Regions from separate parts of the Mus musculus genome. Here region 1 is linked to region 2. Evidence: chromatin contacts called from public promoter capture Hi-C data. All regions are on one chromosome and are shown on one strand. Each heading gives the region's core, a stretch centred on a gene start, on an enhancer-like site or on the middle of the called end of the contact. The rest is flanking DNA. Distances are from core to core; before and after follow the strand shown. Region 1 overlaps Mef2c (myocyte enhancer factor 2C). Region 2 holds the start of Mef2c (myocyte enhancer factor 2C).

Region 1 (5,514 bases), core at 63-2,562, 110 kb after region 2:
ACATGTGAGCCATGAATAAACACACATTTAAACTTGGACAACTTCTTACTGGAAACCTCAGAGGGCTTATACAAATCTGTTGTGTGTATACACACACAAGCACAATTTTTCATTATAAAGGCTGTATGCCATGATACTATGAGTCCTCTGGCAAGTCTTTGAACAGTATTTTCACTTGTAATGCTGACAAAAGGAGAAAGACAAGAGTGTTTACAACTATGATGAGTTACTGAAAGTAGAAACAAAAACATAGTTTTGCTTAAGTTGCCAAAATAATAGCAAAAATCAATAATTGGAACCTGGATCACACTAATTAGACATCCGCCCAGCTTTAGCTCACTAAATATTTGCCAACTCTCTCATTTGAGATATAGATCTTGCCATGTGGCAGGGGCAGTAGCTATATAGCAAAATGTGAAACATTGTATATTTTCTGAGATATCACTTTAAGATGTGAGCTACTAAATGATACATACTTCGGTGAAACCTGTACCTTAAAACGCCTATTGTCTCTTAACTTGCGATTAAAAGACAGGTTTTTAAAAATAATAATTAAACTATATATGCTATTCACAGGCCTGAAGATGGTTTTATATCATTAAACTTCTGCATAAATATGCTTCAATAAGCAATTAAACCAAAGGATCAGCTCTGCATTTTAATCCCCCTTTTCTCCGTGAAGTCATCACAGTCACCTACCTTTGATCTTACCGTCATTTCTGGCAACCGATTCAGATATCACAAATGAATAATTATTACTTCATAGAATGGAATTCAAAGACAATGGAGTCTAATGAAAAAGGGCTTTGTTTCACAGAAAAGTGAAACGTTTCCTAACGGTTGCAGAGAAAGAGTTATAAGTGCAGGGAAGAAATCAATTTATGATCACACATCTTGAGACCCCCTTCCTGGGCATAATCTACACACTGCACGATTTGGAATTTGGCGTTTTCCTGGGCGCAGTTAATGCTTTCTGTCCTTGAATCCTTCTGTCTCACTTCCACGGCTTTCCCTGTGTTTCTGCCCCACAGGCTGTTCCACCTCCCAGCTTTGAGATGCCAGTTACCATCCCAGTGTCCAGCCATAACAGTTTGGTGTACAGCAATCCTGTCAGCACACTGGGAAACCCCAATCTTCTGCCACTGGCCCACCCGTCTCTGCAGAGGAATAGTATGTCTCCTGGTGTAACACATAGACCTCCAAGTGCAGGTAACACAGGTAGGTCCTTAAGAGGACTTCATGTTCACAAGGTGTTGGAAGGATCCACGTCTAGCGAAAGCTTCCTTATTTAGGAAGTGCACTTTGGTTCCTGTTTGTATTCTATTCTTTTGTTGCTCAACATCCACCCCTTTCTAAATCCTCTTTGTGACACAGCCTGAGTTCTTCAGATTATCTTTCGGTGCATTTCATAACCCACACTTTGTCTTTTCTGGAGGTCAATTTTCTCCTCCGGTTGCTCTTTAAGCACTTACTTTCTCCAACAGTGTGTCCAATACCTAGTCTACACACTTTTGTTGTAGTCTTTTCTGCATAAAGAATCTCTTCTCTCTTCTTCCTACTAAACTGTCACTGTGAGACTGTCCTCTGTCTTCTCCAGCAGCATTTGTCCCCTATCTGTAATTGTTTGGGTTGTTTGTTTGTTTAAGACAACTTATCCCAGAAAGGATATACAGTAGAAAAGACTTGTGCTACCAGTACACGAGCATGATTTAAAAGTTGTATGAAATAAAGCACAGCTAATGACAAGTGCAGCTGATGGTACATCGCACTCACGCCCACTTGCCACAGATTTGTCTCAACATTATAAAGTATCCCTGCTGCTGTTCAATTCACAGTGACCTAAAGACAAGAAATGATTGCTCAGAAGAAGAAAAAAAAAAAAAACCCAGACATTCTTAGTATGTGAATCCAACTAAATATGTTATGATGTACTGAATTGAATACATGTCTTTTCTCCACTGGACTTGAACCTTGAAAGGAAGAATGCCCATTTGATTTGTCAAGCTCACAGTGGGAGCTAATTCAGTGTGTACTGAATATAACTAAGCCATTCCTTCATAGTTCTAGAAGCAGCATCAAAAATAATTGTATTTCTAAATCTCATACAACAGTCTATTGTGTATTTACATCCTGGTTTAAAGAAAGTACTCCACAGGGTGCTTTCAATAGCTTAGGTACATTTAACTGTACTAAGAGCGGCTTATTGATGGAAGGACATTTTCCTCTAGAAGACTTTATAAATCTTGAACCAGGGAAATATGTTCAAAGGACTTCACTGTGCCATCCTCTCCTCTATAATATGATTGAATTTTCAATATACATTTTAATAGTTATATAGATTTCTTTCAGTTCATATTTAGAATTTTGAATATCTTATTTGATAACTCATGTTCATTCATTTTTTTAATTTGATATTTTGTCTTCAACACTGTATTTGCTGGGAAATAGGAAACGTTTCCTTAAAATATAATAAACATCTTTTCTGATCTCAATAGCTAGAAACAATTCATAGCAATGAAGTATTGCTTACGAACAACTAAGAAATCTCCATTAGATGGCATTCTCAACTATTTTTCCTGTACCTTGTTCTCTATAATTTTTTAAATAATTATCTTCAATCTTACTGAAAGTTCACAATTCTTACAAAGAAACATAGCCATTATTGTGTTTATCCATTTGTTTATCTATTTGTCACTGTAACATGTGAGTCTTTGTGAGGTAATCAGAGGACAATGAGAAGAAGTCAGTTCTCTTCCACCAGGTAGGGCCAGGATGGAATTCAGGTCAACAGGCGTGGTGTTAACTGCCATGACTTGCTGTGCCATCTTGCCAGTACAAGTTTTTGTGTGGTTCTTAAATTAGCAATTAATTAGTATATTGTAAACCTGTGGCAATGAAAACTTATTCATTGTGTCATTAAGTGAAATTCAGCTTGATATAGTGATCAATTATGAGAAAATAAAATTTCTAGTTCATTAATATTGAACAAAAATAATGTTAGAAAATATATTTAGAAAAAAAGTAGATATCAAATATGTGAATATCAAGGCATATGGTAGAAATGAAGTGGGATTTTTATTCCTGTGGAGTATCTCTTTAGGAGAAAACCAGACCTGGAAATAATAAAAATTCAGAGACTATTGTAAGACAGTATTTTTCTATTGTAATCTTTCCTGTGAGGGGTGGAGAAAAAAAACTCTGCAAAATGTCAGTAAGTGAATGTATTTTTACCATTTGAACACAGCATGTCACAATAAAACAAATGTCAGCCCTGCAACTAAGATAGCACATTTTACGGATGTCTCTCAGAAGAGGACAAATGCTGAGGGCTGAAGGCTCCTGCTCTGTTCCGTGGGCCCCTAGCCTTTCTCCTTTTGATCTTCCTCTCTTCTCCATAGGCGGTCTGATGGGCGGAGATCTGACATCCGGTGCAGGCACCAGCGCAGGTAAGTGCAGACCTCAGTGGCGGGTTATGGGTCAGTCTGTTGGGTTATTTCCAAGAAATCCTACAGCTCTTTCTGAATGGGGAATGGTTAAACAGTAATTTACAAAAGAACTAGTTACTAACTGGAGTCTTCCTTAGTAAAACTCAACGGAGGCAAAGCCAGCATCAACGGGAACTGTTATGTTCAGTTTGTTAACGAAGGGAATTTATTTGTGTTGCTTATGCAGTAAATATTTTAAATATTTTAAAGAAGTCTAAAAATAAAATAACTTCAGCTGGTCTGCAAAGAGGTGCAGGTTCTGATCAACCCCTGACACTACTCTTAGACTATAGTACCATATGGAGGCCGTTGTTCTCACATTTTCTTTTAATCAGTCCCTAACTGAGTCAGTGATGTCCACACAACGAACTGATATTCTATGTATTTCTAAAGAAGAGTACATAAAGAAACAAGATTGCAATCATCCAAAACTACTGGTAATGAAAATCACAGTTGGCATTAACCTGATGCCTCAGAGAATATCAGTAGACTACGCTACCACAAAACCCCTCAAATGGACTTCAGCTCTTAGGATATCTTCAACACTGACCGGTGTCGTGTGTCTTCAGATTCGCAAAGAAATTTATAATATTGGAATTATTGAGATGTCGATTTTCTTTTCAGTGCAAATGCATAATGTAGCACAGGACTTTTAAGTGCCAACTCTGGTTTACTATGAGGCATAGAAGTAACCATGGTAATTTTACAGCTGGAACATGCTATAAATTTAAAATAGGAGGCAGGCATGAATGACACAAGGTTATGTTTGAAGTGTCAAAAAAATCAAGTTTATTGAAATATGCATGGACAGCTTAATTAAAACATTTTGCTCAGGTCAAATATAATAACCTGCTAATTATAAGAAAGAAGATAAGGAAAATTGGCATATAAAAACATTTTTATACATACATCTGCTGGAGGTGGTATCTCTTCTGGGTATTAGTTTTTTTACTGCTTCAGTTAATGATGCAGAAAAAGTGCCACAACGACACAGAAAGTAAATTGAAAGAATGAGTAGTTGGAGCTCCCAATTTTACATAGTTTATAAAAACTTAGGTACAGCCAAACCAGTAAAGAGATTCAATACCATTTTTCTAGACAGTGAATTTGTCATATTCAATTTTTCCCCCTCAGAAAATATTTTGAAAGTAGTAAGCTCAAAATTCAAGAACCAAAACAAGTCTAGTCAGGTTTTTTCTGAACTGAAATCCTAACCACACATTGGTTACGATCAGTGGTGGGATTAGGTGGGTCATCACCACTCACCTACCGGTTGGGCAGGACCAAAGCATAACCAAGAAGAGCATTCTCCATGTCATGACTCTGTCTGGCATTTCAGCAAGCCACTATTAAAGGAACAGTCAGTAATGGAAGTAAAAGGTTAATAAAAACGTTTTCAATTTTTCTGTTTCATAAGTGTAGGTAAAAAACAAAACAAACAAAAAAAACTTGGGTTACTAAATTTGGATGTAAATGGTCTTTTGTTACTATTAAGTAGCAAAAATACTTTAAAATCTAATGTTGAAAATAAAAGGTGTTTGATTGTTCAGTTTTGCTGTTTTTGTTAATTGCCTGACAGCTTACTAAATGTAATCATTCTCTAAGAATAAAGAAGATATTCAGTCTTCTAAATATAAAAATTACCATATACAGAATGTAGAATCATTAAAAAGATCTCCGAAGTTAAGCAAATTCATCCTGCTGCCTCAGAACCTATGCTATAGGCAGACTCCTTATATTTAAAAATAGAGTGACTCGGGCTGGGGTATGGCTCAGTGGGCAAACTGCTTGCTAAGCATGCCTGACAATCTGAGCGTTGAGGCTTCTGTAATTATATCATGTTCCTGTAGAGAAATGGGAGGCAGACACAGGACGATGTGCTCATGAGCCAGTTAGTTGGATATATATATATATACATATATATATATATATATATATATATATATATATATATATATATATATATATATATATATAACACTGAGCAACAGGTGAAGCCCCTGTTTCAGGCCCGACTGATGCTCAAGGT
Region 2 (5,283 bases), core at 776-3,275:
TGTAGTTTAACTTGCCTGTAAAAACAACTTTCTGCTTTCAAATGAAGCCTTCCTTCGGAGGGTGCTTAAATGTTGAGTCCACTGCTCTGATAGAAGCTACTAACTTCAAACAGCACAATGAGGCAGGAGGCTTTTTTGAAGCACAATGCCCCTCTGCATTAAAATAGTACTCTGCAGGCCTACTGGAGAGCTTCCCGGGAAATTCAGCCAGTTACTGGGTTAAACATATACTTTCGAAAATATTTTTAATTAGCTAGATATTTCTATGGGCTACTATTGTCTACTCTTGTATCTTCTACATTATAGTACTCTGTGAACTTTCTCTTCCTCTAATCATAGTATTAAAAATTAAATGTTCATATTTTACACAAGCTACAGTACTCCTGGCATGCAATCTTTCACTATTTTGAGAATGCATAGGGTTGACTTGTATATAGTTGATATATTTAATCTTTAGCTTTTTAGGTGTGGTCGTGATATCTAGTACCTTTTTTTTTTTTCTAAGTATCAATTCTTTGTTAACCTATATTTTTACTATGGAAAATTATTCGACAGCTTAAACCTTAACCTAAGAGTTCTTATCAGTGTCTGCTCCTGCTTCCTGTGCAGCTGAAACTCTTCAGGATAAGTGAAGTCACCCGCTATCTATCGGTCAGGGGAGCCTAATGCATTTGGGAAGTTGTTTTTGGTTTACTTGCTAATGACCTGGATAAAGTCCAGTAAGGTGTGGAGGGAAGGAGGGGGCATTCTCCGAGGAAGCTGTCCTCTCAGTAAATTTGTCCAGATTGATTCGAAAGTTAATGGCCCGGGGATAAAGTCGAGATTTCAAAAACTTGTAATTAATTTATTACTAACATTGGAGGATCCTTTCGGCTCACTTTCTAGCCTAGCCCTCCTGACTCTCAAGGCCAAAAGCTTTATACATTCTGGGCGGGCAGGAAGCGCACGCTGGGATCGAGGCTTGCAGACATCCTGGATCGTGGCTTTTACGCGTGAGTAACGGAGGCGCGCGCGGACCGGAGCAAGGATGAAGTGGCTACTGAGAATCTAAAGGGGGCGGGGGGGGGGGGAGTCACTAGAGCAGCTCTTAGGGTCGCGCTCCTATTGGTCAGAAGGAAGATCTCGACTTCAGAAGGACTTTCCTGCTAGCTGGCTTGCAGCCTCCCCGGGGGAGCGAGCGCGCAGGAGCCTAGCGTCCTCTGTAGCGGCGGGGAGAGAGGCAGGGAGCCGCCGCTCCCCGTGTTGTCTTCCCTTTCATGCAATAAAGAATTGTCATTAGGTTTGCGTATGGCATGTGCCATTACCCCACCGTAAAACTAAAATTAGCAAAATGTCAGGAATGGAAAGATTGATTCACCAAGATGCAATTATCATTTAAAAGTGCTTGATTGAGGTACTGATGTTCAGTGATTTATTCTGCATACCATATACATAATTAAAGTAGTGTAGTGGAGTAATTTATCAATCTAGTTGAGACTGGAGGGGTGAGGAGGGAGCTGCAGTATGTTTGTTTTATTAAAATGTTGCGAGGTTCTAGTCCCGCCCCCCTTTTGCAAGAGTGAAACTGATGATTTCCCCAGCTCGGGAGGAGAGGCAACGGTTTGGGCTGGTTGGGATAGAGAAACGGAAAGGAAAAGGCAGCGCCAGGCAAAGGCAAGAATAAAATGAATTGGGGGACAGGGGTAGCACCGGAGCGTACGTGCTGCTTAGAACCCCAGCCCCGTGTGCTCCGTCTTGCTTGCCGCCCCCGCGTCCCCTCCCAGTATCCTTACATTCCCCCCACCCCCCGCTCTTTTACACGACCTATCTAAGGCTATGAGCTGCTCTCCTTTTCCCATTCGTCTCCAGTCACTTCCTTCCTGGACACAGTTTTCTGGACGAGTCTGGTTACTTTTAATCCCACCGGCCACAGACAACCACTTTCTCCTCCTCTTCCACCTCCTCCTTCGCTTCCTCCACCTTCCTCCTCCTCCTCTTTCTCCTCCTCCTCTCTCTCCTCCTCCTCTTTCTCCTCCTCCTCTTCCAGCGGCTTCGGTGCGCGCGCGAATGCGCAAGCCCGCGCGCGCCTCCCCCTTGCCCCCCTCTCGCGCGCGCACACACGCACACTTCGTCTCCAGCTCTCTGCTCGCTCGCCTCGCAGTCACAGACACTTGAGCACACGCGTACACCCAGACATCTTCGGGCTGCTATTGGATTGACTTTGAAGGTTCTGTGTGGGTCGCCGTGCCTGCAGCTTTGAATCAAGTGGAGAAGCACTTCAAGGCTGGACAAAGTAAAGATTATTGTTATTTTTTTTCTTTCTCTTCCTCTCTTTTAAGAAAGGAAAATATTCCAAGGACTAATTTGGTCGTGTCTTCCTTCATGTAAGTACCTCTGACATTTTTCCAAAAGAATAGAAATAGCTTGTGTATTGTCTCTGAAATCTGCACCAATCTCTTCCAGGCACTGGGTCTATCTATCCAACTCCTTTCTGGAAGGCTTAAGTTAAGGCTTGTTGTGCATTCTTTTCTTTAGACTCTACGATTTCCTTGTGTGTGTCTGAAAGTAACTTTTTAGATAGTAGTATCCGTTTGCCATCTGCTATTGAATTCACATCTGACTCTTCCTGTCACATCAGTTTGTTTAAAGTTTCAAGAAGTTAGTTCCTGTCATTAGCATGTTTGATAGGGTGGAGAACGTGGATACTAGTGTATTTTAGGATTTCACAGACTGTTCTGTGACCTTGAAGTCGCTGTCTTAAAATTTAGCTCTTAGTTCACTGTGGAAAGATGTTCCTATGAGTTACCCCAAAGACTGGTTTTCCCTGGGTTTGGATTCTGAGCCACTAGTCCTTGGGATGACTTTAAGCTAAAGCAGGGCTGTCTGCCAGAGGCCACCTTTTGTGCATCCTCTTCCCTCATCAAAGTGCAGGCTTGAAAGAGTTTAATTGGTGGGGACCAGAAGCAGTTGCCCTGGCCATGGTAGTCTGTGCATTGCACAGTTCATGTTTGCATTTCAGCATGTGCACTGTTGTTTAGATCAAGGGAAATATTAAGCTATTTAAAAACAAACAAAACTAAGTCACTTAGCCTGCCTTCTGTTTGGACTTTGGATGAAAGTTACTAAACTAAGTGACAAAGTTGGCCGTAAAGGAAGTCTATAGAGACGGAGCACATTGCTTATTGTATTATTGTGTATTATGCAAGTGTTTGAGTGCAATGCTAATGTGACTTCCTTTCCAGAGCAAGGCTACCAATTCTTAAGGAAATTGTTATGTCTGAGCCATTTTGTACTGTTCTAGATGCTATGGTTATGAACCTTTTCCCTCACATTTTTGAAATGGATGTGATGTGTTCTGTATAAAACATTCAGGATGTAAATGCTGACAGTGTATGTAGAATCAGGCTGTTTGCCAGTTCTTTAACTGGTCCTTGGTGGAGAATTGCTTTAAGACAAAGTGCATTTTACTATCGTTAATGTGATAGTAACTCTAAGGGTAACTGCCTTATGAAATGCTTCGTGACTATATGTGTTCTCTAAGTGCTGTAAAGAAAACTCCAGTCGCATTTCCATGCCTTTCCAGAAGAGTGGCCCGGCTCCCTCCACAGGCACCTTGCAATGGAATTGTGTTGCAGAGTAAAAACGTTTGTGTGGGGCATAGTAATCCCCCTCCCCTAGAGATTTGCTGGGACTTGAAATGTGACCACCTGTGAGCCACACTTAACCTTGAAGCCATACCGATTTTCAATTTATAGATAAAATTTCTCATTTAATTTAAAAAATAATGTCAGTTTGGCTAGTCTTAAAAGTAGTTCAATATGTATAAGTATGGCACCAATGGTATGCTTGTGCAGCTATTGAGTCAATTACAAAAATGCAGGCAATAAACCACGTTATTATCATCTAGTATAAGCATATTAATTATTGAATTTAAAAGTAGCCCTAAAGCAAGTGCATGGCAGGTAAAATGAGTTGTCCTTAAGTCCCATCACAAGTGGGAAAAAAATTCCTGAAATCAATGAGGTTTTGTACTATTTAAAGGATAATACATTTAATCCTGTATCGGATTCTGATCTTTACTCTAAAAGTATTCATTGATGCATACTTAACATATAATTAAAAAAAAAATTGGTACCCAAGTTAAAGGGCCAGTAGTTGGCAGTTATCTTTACTTCAAATTGTGCTGAACTTTATTTTTTAAAAAATGCTTTTCTTATTACTATGATTCACAGTTTGAGAATGTGTTATGCAGTTCTCACACTCCTTATTAGAAGCAGTGTTTTAACTTCATTCATTCACTACGCTATTTACATCTTAGTTGGTGTGCATGTGAATACATTGAAGGGTAATATTAAGGTGTGCTATTAATTTAATATAAATGTTTTTGGTATTGGTGGAAATAACAAATGACCATGTCATAATAAGCAACTTTCCACCCTTTCAAAGTTAGTCATATTTTTAAAGTATGTAATCGTGAACATTAACTTTCCCAAGCAGAGATACTAATTAACCACAGCAAACTTCAGTAACCAAGAGTTGTTATAATGTTCTTTATTTTTTGCTTTATAAACAAGTTAATTTTGTAGAACTCTACTCATTCTAATAAAAAATAACTATCTGATGATTCCTGAAAATTGAATCCTAAAAAAAAAAACAATATACTCTATAGTTTTCAAATATTTTTTAGTTTTTCTCTGGCCTTCACCTTGCTCAGTGACTAAGTTGAACGGCATATAATTATGTCTTTCTAATAAATTATTCATTGTATTTAGATTTCTTTAATAGAGAACTATGCTGAATAACACTTTGGCAAATGTAAGCATTATCTTTTAAAACTTTCTTCTAATTAGTGTAGTATATTTTGTGGGTTTTATTTTCCAACTCTTGGTGCAATATATTTTTTGAGTCTATGAAATCTCAGAAAGGGACAAAAAATGGGGAAATGTCTATACAGTAATAATTGTATTATATAACAAAAAATAGTTATTAAACAGAGAGCCAAGGTTTTCAGAACATGATTCCAAGCAACATGGAGAAATTTAGTGTGTAGTTAAAGATCAGAACCTCACAGCATGGACTGAAGAAGGATTGCTGATTAATTTTTAACTTTTTAAAATGACAGCTTTTAGAATAATGCCTCCCAAATGAATATCTAAACTGAAAAAGCATGCATATTCCTTTTACACATATATAGTGATGGTTTGGACCAAATGAAAGGCTTTATCGACGATGCTTAGTGAGTGTAACATATGAAGAAGAGCTGACTGGGATTTCATGCTCAGCACTGTGCCTTAATTCACAGAC

What was found. Promoter capture Hi-C pulls out the DNA fragments that hold promoters and counts their contacts.
Region 1: a contact with region 2 is called in a promoter capture Hi-C map of neutrophils. The contact joins the enhancer-like site here to the promoter of Mef2c in region 2. A contact is called at or near these places in 4 of 39 promoter capture datasets (the C10 cell line, hematopoietic stem and progenitor cells, neutrophils and 1 more), 19 of 484 Hi-C or Micro-C datasets (B cells, the C10 cell line, the C2C12 cell line and 13 more), 7 of 115 datasets of contacts at active chromatin or transcription factors (the 230-238 cell line, the HPC-7 cell line, bone marrow-derived macrophages and 2 more) and 3 of 9 other capture datasets (adipose tissue, liver and pancreatic islet).

The regions. Positions count from the first base shown.
Region 1 is chr13:83,632,024-83,637,537 of GRCm38.p6, forward strand. Mef2c (myocyte enhancer factor 2C) reads left to right here. Exons shown (of 11, transcript NM_001347575.1): 5 at 1,032-1,218; 6 at 3,399-3,446. It overlaps Gm52044 (a long non-coding RNA gene), which reads right to left. Exons shown (of 3, transcript XR_003950630.1): 3 at 4,251-5,514. Among named protein-coding and RNA genes, the nearest start is that of Gm52043, 9.5 kb to the left of the region's middle. Within about 2 kb of position 1,313, at least 11 of the 459 cell types and tissues checked have an H3K27ac peak or open chromatin away from gene starts, as enhancers often do. A contact at or near this core is called in neutrophils, where this site is marked.
Region 2 is chr13:83,522,718-83,528,000 of GRCm38.p6, forward strand. It overlaps Mef2c (myocyte enhancer factor 2C), which reads left to right and starts at 2,026. Exons shown (of 11, transcript NM_001347575.1): 1 at 2,026-2,363.